2 separate regions of the Mus musculus genome follow, and region 2 is linked to region 1. The links are chromatin contacts, called in public HiChIP or PLAC-seq maps. All regions are on one chromosome and are shown on one strand. The core of a region is the stretch at or near the end of the contact, and the rest is flanking DNA. Distances in the headings are between cores, read along the strand shown.

What was found. HiChIP or PLAC-seq counts read pairs in DNA pulled down with a chosen protein or histone mark.
Region 2: an H3K27ac HiChIP or PLAC-seq map of trophoblast stem cells shows a contact between it and region 1, with 9 times the contacts expected there. The contact joins two enhancer-like sites. A contact is called at or near these places in 1 of 484 Hi-C or Micro-C datasets (cranial neural crest), 1 of 115 datasets of contacts at active chromatin or transcription factors (trophoblast stem cells) and 3 of 9 other capture datasets (adipose tissue, liver and pancreatic islet).

What each region holds. Positions count from the first base shown.
Region 1 is chr7:125,777,648-125,781,708 of GRCm38.p6, forward strand. The region is part of intron 6 of D430042O09Rik (RIKEN cDNA D430042O09 gene); the gene reads left to right. Among named protein-coding and RNA genes, the nearest start is that of D430042O09Rik, 72 kb to the left of the region's middle. Within about 2 kb of position 2,199, at least 1 of the 459 cell types and tissues checked has an H3K27ac peak or open chromatin away from gene starts, as enhancers often do. A contact at or near this core is called in trophoblast stem cells, where this site is marked.
Region 2 is chr7:126,109,057-126,113,117 of GRCm38.p6, forward strand. Xpo6 (exportin 6) reads right to left here. Exons shown (of 24, transcript NM_001311143.2): 17 at 3,696-3,885; 18 at 858-1,013. Among named protein-coding and RNA genes, the nearest start is that of Gm30807, 11 kb to the left of the region's middle. Within about 2 kb of position 2,400, at least 8 of the 459 cell types and tissues checked have an H3K27ac peak or open chromatin away from gene starts, as enhancers often do. A contact at or near this core is called in trophoblast stem cells, where this site is marked.

The DNA.
Region 1 (4,061 bases), core at 949-3,448:
TTTCTTTCCATCTCTCTTTAAGGTTTACTATAGTAGATATTCATTTTCATATCTACTATATGAGGTGTATGGGTATTTTGCCTGCATGTTTATCTATGTGCCACATGCATACCTAGGAAGCTAGAAGAGTGTGCTGGATTCCCTGAAACTGGAATTATAGACAGTTGTGAGCTTGTAAGCCTCTAGAAGGGTGATTGGAATGGAACCCTAGCCCTCTGGAAGAGCAGCCAATGCTCTTAACTCCTGAGCTGTCTCTCCAGCCTCTCAGAAAACAATTCTTAGGCAACATACAGAGTATAGAAGACAAAGGGTCACAGTGTTACAGGTGCAACAAGTGAAAACTGTACACAATGTGGTGACAGAATGATAACAGTTGGGGATTGTAGGTGGTAGATATCTGGGTGTCCATCCTACTAGCTTGATGAAGTGTGGGTTCTGCATTTTTCAAAACAAGTTTTAAAAATCAAAACACTAGGGCTGAGAAGATGGCCCAGTGGATAAAGCACCTGCCACAGGAGCCTGAGAGCCTGAGTTAGAATTCCCAGAACAAACATTGAGGCAGAAAGCCAGTGGAGGCATCCTGTGCTCCTCCAGGGCTGGAGGCAGGGGCAGGAGACTCCCTGAAGCTTCCTAGCTAGCCTAGTGTACACAGAAGTAAATAACATAGACTGTCTCAAACTAGGTGTGAGGCATGACCCAAGGCTGTCCTGTTCCCTGACCTCCATATCCATCCATCTTTTTTTTTTCCATATGTAGCAGAAGATGGCCTAATTAGCCATTATTGGGAAGAGAGGCCTCTTGGTATTGCAAACTTTATATGCCCCAGAACAGGGGAACGCCAGGGCCAAGAAGTGGGAGTGGGTGGGTAGGGGAGCAGGGTGGGGGGAGGGTATAGGGAACTTTCGAGATAGCATTTGAAATGTAAATAAAGAAAATATCTAATAAAAAGATTGGAAAAAATATCCATCCATATTGTGGCAAGAACCACCACCACAATCACTCACACACACACACACACACACACACACACAGCGTAGTCCAGGAACTCCTGCCTGGTACTTGGGAACTGAGCTTGAAGATTAGAATCTACCTCAAAAGGAAAGAGTGTCTTGACATATATATTAGAAGTATAAAAGACAAAAATATTTAAACCATAGTTAAAAGCTCAAAATTGTCAACACTTAAAACCTTTTAGCTTTTCTATTACTTACTTGGTGTGTGTATGTGTGTGTGTGTGTGTGTGTGTGTGTGTGTGTGTGTGTGAGTGCACATGTGGTAAAACCACTGAGCCATCTTGTTGGCCCCAAACTATCAACTTTTCCCCTCTAGAGATTTATTTTAAGTTATGTATATGTATATGTACATGTGCCTGTTTGTCAGTATGTGCATGCGAGTTCAGCTTCCCATGAAGACTAGAGGCATTTGGTCACCCTAGAACTGAAGTTAACAAAAGACTGTGAGGTGCCCAATAGGAACACAAGAATCGACCTCGGATCTTCTGGAAGAATAATGATACATACTCTTAACTACTGAGTTATCTCTCCAGTCTCTTAAGAGAAACCAAGGCACAAGGAAAGACACAGTTTGATTTGGTTATATTAGCCAGGTTTACTATTGCCATGGTAAAACACCATGACCAAAAGTAGCTTGGAGAGAAAAGGGATTTGACTTGCATGTAGAGTCACAGTCCATTAGGGGAAACCAAAGCAGGAATCCATACTAGGTAGGGACTTGGAGGCAGGAGCTGATTCAGAGGCCATGGAGGGGGGCTACTTACTGGCTTGCTCATCATGGCTTGCTCCGCCTGCTTTCCTATAGAACCCAACCAGTCCAGGGGTGGCACCATTCACAATGGGGTAGCCTAGGCCCATATCAGTCACTAATAAAAACTGTCCTTCTAGGTCTGTCCTATAGCCAGATCTTAAGGAGGAATTTTCTCAATTGAGGTTTCTTCCTCTCAGATGACTGCAGCTTGTGTCTAATTGACATAAAACTAGCCAGCACATAGGTTGAACATTAGTGTCAAGGTCTTAGAGATTTCAAAGCAGTTTCACTTGCTTGTTTATTGGGACAGTATATGGCTATGTGGCCCAGACTGGCTTCAGACTCTTACTTCTCTCACTTCAGTCTTTAGAGCACTAGGATGGCCTGTGTGTCTATGCTGGACAGTTTTATGTCATTCCTCAGCAGGTGGCCCTGGGCTTTATAAAAAGCAGGCTGAGCAAGCCATGGGAAGCAAGCCAGTAAGCAGCATTCCTCATGGCGTTTGCATCAGCTCCTGCCTCCAGGCTCCTGACTTAGTGATAGACTGTCACCTGGAAGCATAAATTGAAATAAGCCTTTTTCTCCTCAAGTTGCTTTGGTCATGGTATTTCATCACAGCAATAAAAACTTTAACTACGACAGTGTCCTACCACCACCTACTTTAATAAGTTTTAAAGATAGAACCTCCAAATGGGAGGGAGATTGTGTCTTAACTCTGTTTGGTACAGACAGAGGTAAGCTGTTTTATACAAGGAAACCTTTCCCCCCAAAGATTTATTATGTCTGTGTAGGGGTGGGGGTATAAAGAGCCCAGATGAGCAGAAGATGTTGGATCCCTTGGAACTGGAGTTATAGGTAGTTGTGAGCTATTACGTGGATGCTGGGAACCTAACCTGGGTCCTCTGCAAAAGTAGCAAGTGCTCAGCTGTCTGTCTGTCTCTCTCTCTCCTGCCTCAGCTCTTTGGCCAACATCGTGCTTCTTCCATTCAGTTATCAGAGGGGAGTGGGGAAGGGGAAATAAGACAGTTCTTGGGAGAGCGAGGCAGTGGGGGCCTGACTGTGGGGGCTTTCTGTAAGGGAAACATGAATGTTTCCCAATGTTGTACTTGATGAAAACTCTTACAAGATGTAGCAGTTCTTGGCTGGTGGACTCCAGTGTGCACAGAGAAGGAAGCCTGGCTTGTACGAGGTCAAAGCTGAATTAAACAGAGTGGGCAGTGGTGGTGATGGTAAGGCACATGCTTAGCACACATGAGACCTACATTCAATGATAGCCTCAAATAATTATTTTCACATAAAACAATTCACTTTCGTTTGGCCTGTTGAGACAGATTGGCATTGAACTTACCATCAGCCTCCAAGCACTAGGTTGATAAATATATTTTGGTTGTCACATTCAAAAACACAGTTCAGACCAGAAGGACAAACAAACAAACAAACAAACAATGCCAACAAGATAGAGTTGGGTAGAAAATACATTATTAGTTAAGGCCTGAAAAGTAAGTGTAAAAATTCAAGGTAAGGAGGGCCACAGCAATGGTAGGCAGAGCAGCCTCAGCTCCCAGCCTGCAGCTGAGCTACCTGGCCCACTGTGGGCATCACTGCTGCTGCTCCACTCATACTTGGGAAGCTTCCCCTGGTCTCTAGTCTCTGTTGGGTGTCATGACAACTCAGCTGTGTCTGCTGTTTCCCTGAAGCCTGACAGCACATGATGGAGACTCACCAGGCCTAAGAGAGTAGCTGACCTTCCATTAACTTTTTGAAAGGCCTTGGCTAAGTCACCTTCTTTTGGAGCCCCATTTCCTCTTCCAACAGGAAGGGGTGGATTAAGTATTTCCTTTTCCTGCAATCTCTGAACTTGAGGCTCCTAGGCTGTAGAAGAACATCTTCTCACATTCCAGACTCTGTAGTAGCAGAGAAGACGTGCTATGCACAGGGTGTGGCTCATCTGCAGAGCTGTCCTATAGGTCACTGGCAGGTAGACACAACTCCCACTCCCAGACCCCAGTTCTGTCTTTTTGCCTGGTATGGTTTGCTTTCTGGTTTATTTCAAACATGGTCTCACCACCCACATAGCCCTGACTGTCCTGGAACTCACAGTGTAGATCAGGCTGGCCTCAAACTCACAGAGATCCTTCTGCCTCCTCTCCTGAGTGCTGGGATTAGTGTGTGCATGCCAAGCTGTTTTTGGATTGTAGAAAACTGCCTTCCATAGTTAGTATAGTAGTAGAAGGCATCTGTAACTTCTTGTTTTTCCACCAGTCCACTTTGTTTCCAGAAATAATGACTCTGAGACT
Region 2 (4,061 bases), core at 1,150-3,649, 330 kb after region 1:
CAGAAAGTGGAAGATGATTAAGGGCCTGCTGAGAACACGGCTCTGGTCCTGGGAACAGCTGCCTGATTGCTCACAGTAGGAAATGGAGTTGTCTCAGCGTGAAGCCCAGCACACTGTCCCGCATCCAGCATGGTCAGCACTCTCGGTGAAAATGAACCACTTTATGCTCACATCCAAGAAATTATCCAACTAGGTCAACACCTGAGTACCTCGGCATTTCCCTCTAAGACCAATCATCGCTGTAGTAGGTCAAGGTTAAGTGGATAAAAGTAGATAATGACAGAGTGCTCAGGTCACACTGCCCTGGGCCACCAAATGGACTTATTGATTCTGGTTAGTGTGGTTCCATATCCAGGTCACAATGTCAGTCGCATGGGACATTTTGGTTCTTACATACACAAAGTGCTTACAAGATGAAATCAGTGCATCTAGCTATAAAGGCTCTGCTGCCTAAGACCAATAAGTCTACTGTGACTGCTTGCAGGAGAGCCAGGCCTATCTAGGGTGACAGCAGCACTGACAGTGGTTTACATCAGCCAGGTGCTAAGGAAGCAGTACCCACCGTTCCTCTTTCCTCTCCTTCCTGTCTGTTATGGTGCCTAATCTCTCACCCACCCACCTTAATTTACAAAGAAAACTAAGCAGGAGCCTGCAAGCAACTCCATGTCACAGGACAGGCACCAGGTCGACACCAAGGGCTCAGCTCATCTCTCCAGACTTTCCAAAGATGTCATAGCTTTGCCTCTGTCAGTGTGTATGGCCTCACTGAGCACAGCCCAGGCCAGCTGCTCTATAGATCTAAGCAGGCCCTTGTGAACACCATCATCCATAAGGCAGGCCTCTGAGCCAACTCTTACCTGACTGATGGATAAAAGCTGGAAAGAGGGCCAGGGAGACCTGAACAGATTCCTGCAGTGACTGGTAGCAGATCTGTCGAGACTTGGTGGATTCCCCAGAAATATTCTCCACGATATCTTCCAAGACACTAAGTGTCTGGTGAATAATCACTTTGGCTGTAAGTCAAGATGAAGCTTCAGTTATGTGTTGTCTGAGATACGGTATAATTAGAGGAAATATACACAAGGGGGGGGGGGGGGGAATCTTGCAGAGGAGAGACCAGGAAGGCAAAAGGGAAGTCTTACTAACAAGTAGAACTTATCTCTTTCATTATATGACCCTATAGGCACCAAGTCCTATCTCTCTCCTCTTCCTTTTAACCTTCAAGACTCCAGTTGTCCTATTGTCTGCACACTTAGACTTATGCCTTCTCCCCCTCTACCTCTAGCAATAAATCAAATAGATGATAGGCTGGGGATATAGCTCAAGTTCTTGCCTAACAAGCACGAGGCCCTGGGTTCAACACTCAGAATCACACAAAAACTGGGTGTGGTGTACCTTTTAATTCCATCACTCAGGAGACAGGAGTAGAAGTTCAAACTGCAGAGCTGAGTTTGAGGCCAGCCTAGGCTTGTCAGGAGACAATCTCACACACACACACACACATACACACACCTGCTTCTCCATAAAACACCAACTGGCCAACCAAATACCCTATAAGCTGATAAGAAGACTGAAGAAACAAATGATCAGGCAATTAACACAGGAGAATAGACTCATCTCTCTTCAGCAACAGACAGCACCCACCCTGCTAACCACACAGGCACAGCCTACCATGCAATGTAATAGTGATGGCTTTAGGAAAAATTACTTTATCAATCTTTGGCCTATCAGGCCTATAGTCTGATAATGTATACATACTTATTTTTTATTAGTGGCAACATATTTAACTATAGCAAGATACTGACATATGAGTTCACAGCATGATTCTATACTGCACAGAGAATGTTGGCAGTTACTAGTCAACATCAGAAGTGAGCAGCAGAGGGTCAGGAACCAGCTTATACCTTGGGTAGGATCCAAGTCAGGCCAAGAGACCCAACTTTATTAGGTTCTTATGGGGCAAAGTTTAGCAGGGCACCTGACATAGGAAGAGAAAGCTGTCATCATTCTCCTACATGAGTGGAGGCTGCCTGACTCAGTTCAAGCCTAGCAGACTCAGCCTTGATGAGCTCCATAGGCTAGTCCAGATTGAAGCTGAGAGAGCCACTCTCGAACCTCCAGTATGCGTTGTGCGCTGTCTTGAACCTCAGAGTCCATAGGTTCCTATGTGGGCTAAAGCTTAAATCAGAGGAGGGTGTGACAGAAAGAAGGCATGCTGAGGAGACGTGCAAAGCTAGCTCTGTTCCTCTAGTGTCACTAACTGCTGAGCTCTGCTTTCTTCATCTGAAACAGTGGCCAGACTAGACCCCTCACGGACAATGGATGGAAGGCAGTGACTCATCACAGGCTGGATCACTGAAGACTGCTCACAGGGAGGCACAACAACAAACAAAAGGCACTATACACCACTGATAAGAAGCAAGCACAAACTTGTGCATGCTCAGAGACTGTGATAAGGCTAGGAGCCCATGAAGGACAGGGTACCAGACATAAAGGACAAGGTATTGGGGCTACAACAATGGAGTGTAGAGACAAAAATCAGATCTGTCTGACACTCAAGGAAAAATTTTAAGGACCAATGTTTATTTACCAAAACATAAAGTAAACTGAAAGCACTGTTAAATGTGTGACTGTGGCCTACCCACAGATAGTATATTACAAACCATGAAAGCCAGGCAGATAGGACACGCCTGTACACTCAGCACTCGGAGGCAGAGGCAGGAATATCAAAACTTCCAGGACAGTCTGAGCTGTACAGAGTCTATCTACCTCAGATAATAGCAATAATAATAATAATAACAATAAAAACAACAACCAAGACATTAAAGACCTTATTCTCAGAAAGCAAGAGACATTGAGAAGTGGTACAGAGTCTCAGACTTAGCCATTCTGACTTCTACCTCCTCCACCTTCTTTGCCACTAGTCAGCTAACCTAGTCTATGTGATGAATTCTAGAAAAATCATCTCAAAAAAAAAAAAAAAAACAAAAAGGAAAAAAAAAAAAAAAAACAAAGAAAAATGGTGCTTACAGCAGGCTACCGTGAAGAAAAGGTGAGCCAGAAAGATGACAACTTGACTATCTGCATTCTAAGCTAGCCTGAGATGCACAGTTAGACCTACCTCACTCACACTAACAAAAAGAGCACTCTTTACTACCACCTGTGAGATTTCACAAAGCATCCCTGTTGGCATTCTTCTACAAGCAACACCATCTAATAGTGTTTCATTATTCCTAATGTGAAAAGATGTATTCTATTTTTAAAAATATTTTGTACTTGTTATTTTCAGAGAAACTTGATCCTTCTTTCCATGAATTAGAATTGTCTCATTTTCTTCTCCTTGTTAATATAAACAATCACACCTCAGTATTATATATGAAGGCTCATGTTCTTCTAAAACCTCTGAAATGTTTTTATTTGGAAAAGGTTAAGGTCACCCAGAAGACAGTTCACACAGGAATCTGAAATAGGTTCACAGTCACCCTAGGGCTAATAGATGGAGGCAGCACACAGTTCACAGAGGGTTTCTTTAGGTTCCAACACTTAGCTAGCAGACAGGGGAATGCACTCAGGAAGTATGTCCAGCAGATGTACATTAGAATTAATAAGCATCTTACTATCCGAGCCTTTTCTGTGAAGCAACGGAAGTCATTTCAAGGGCTTTAGGTGCAAATGTCTACACAGAAGCGACTTACTGTCACCAAGTGGCACCTTTCTCTGGGGGGCAGTAGCACTGGGCTTCAGGCTGTGGTAGTCCCGGGAGAGTGCAGAGATGAGGCTGGCATGGTTGATCGAGCGCAGAGGCCACTGCTGCTCACTCTCAGGAAGATTTGGCCATGGAAGGAGCAAGGTATTAGAAAGTGCACGGCAAACCAACACCTGCGCCTAGAAGGAACCCAAAGGCATCCATCAAAGGTCAAAAGGAAGTGAAAGCTGGTAACCAATAGACACACATTTAGTACCCTATACACTGCTTCAGATCCTAGGTGTCTTTCTTACAGCCTGGTCATGCTCTACCTAAAGGCACCCAGGCAGGAAAAAGAAACACAGAAGTAACCCCA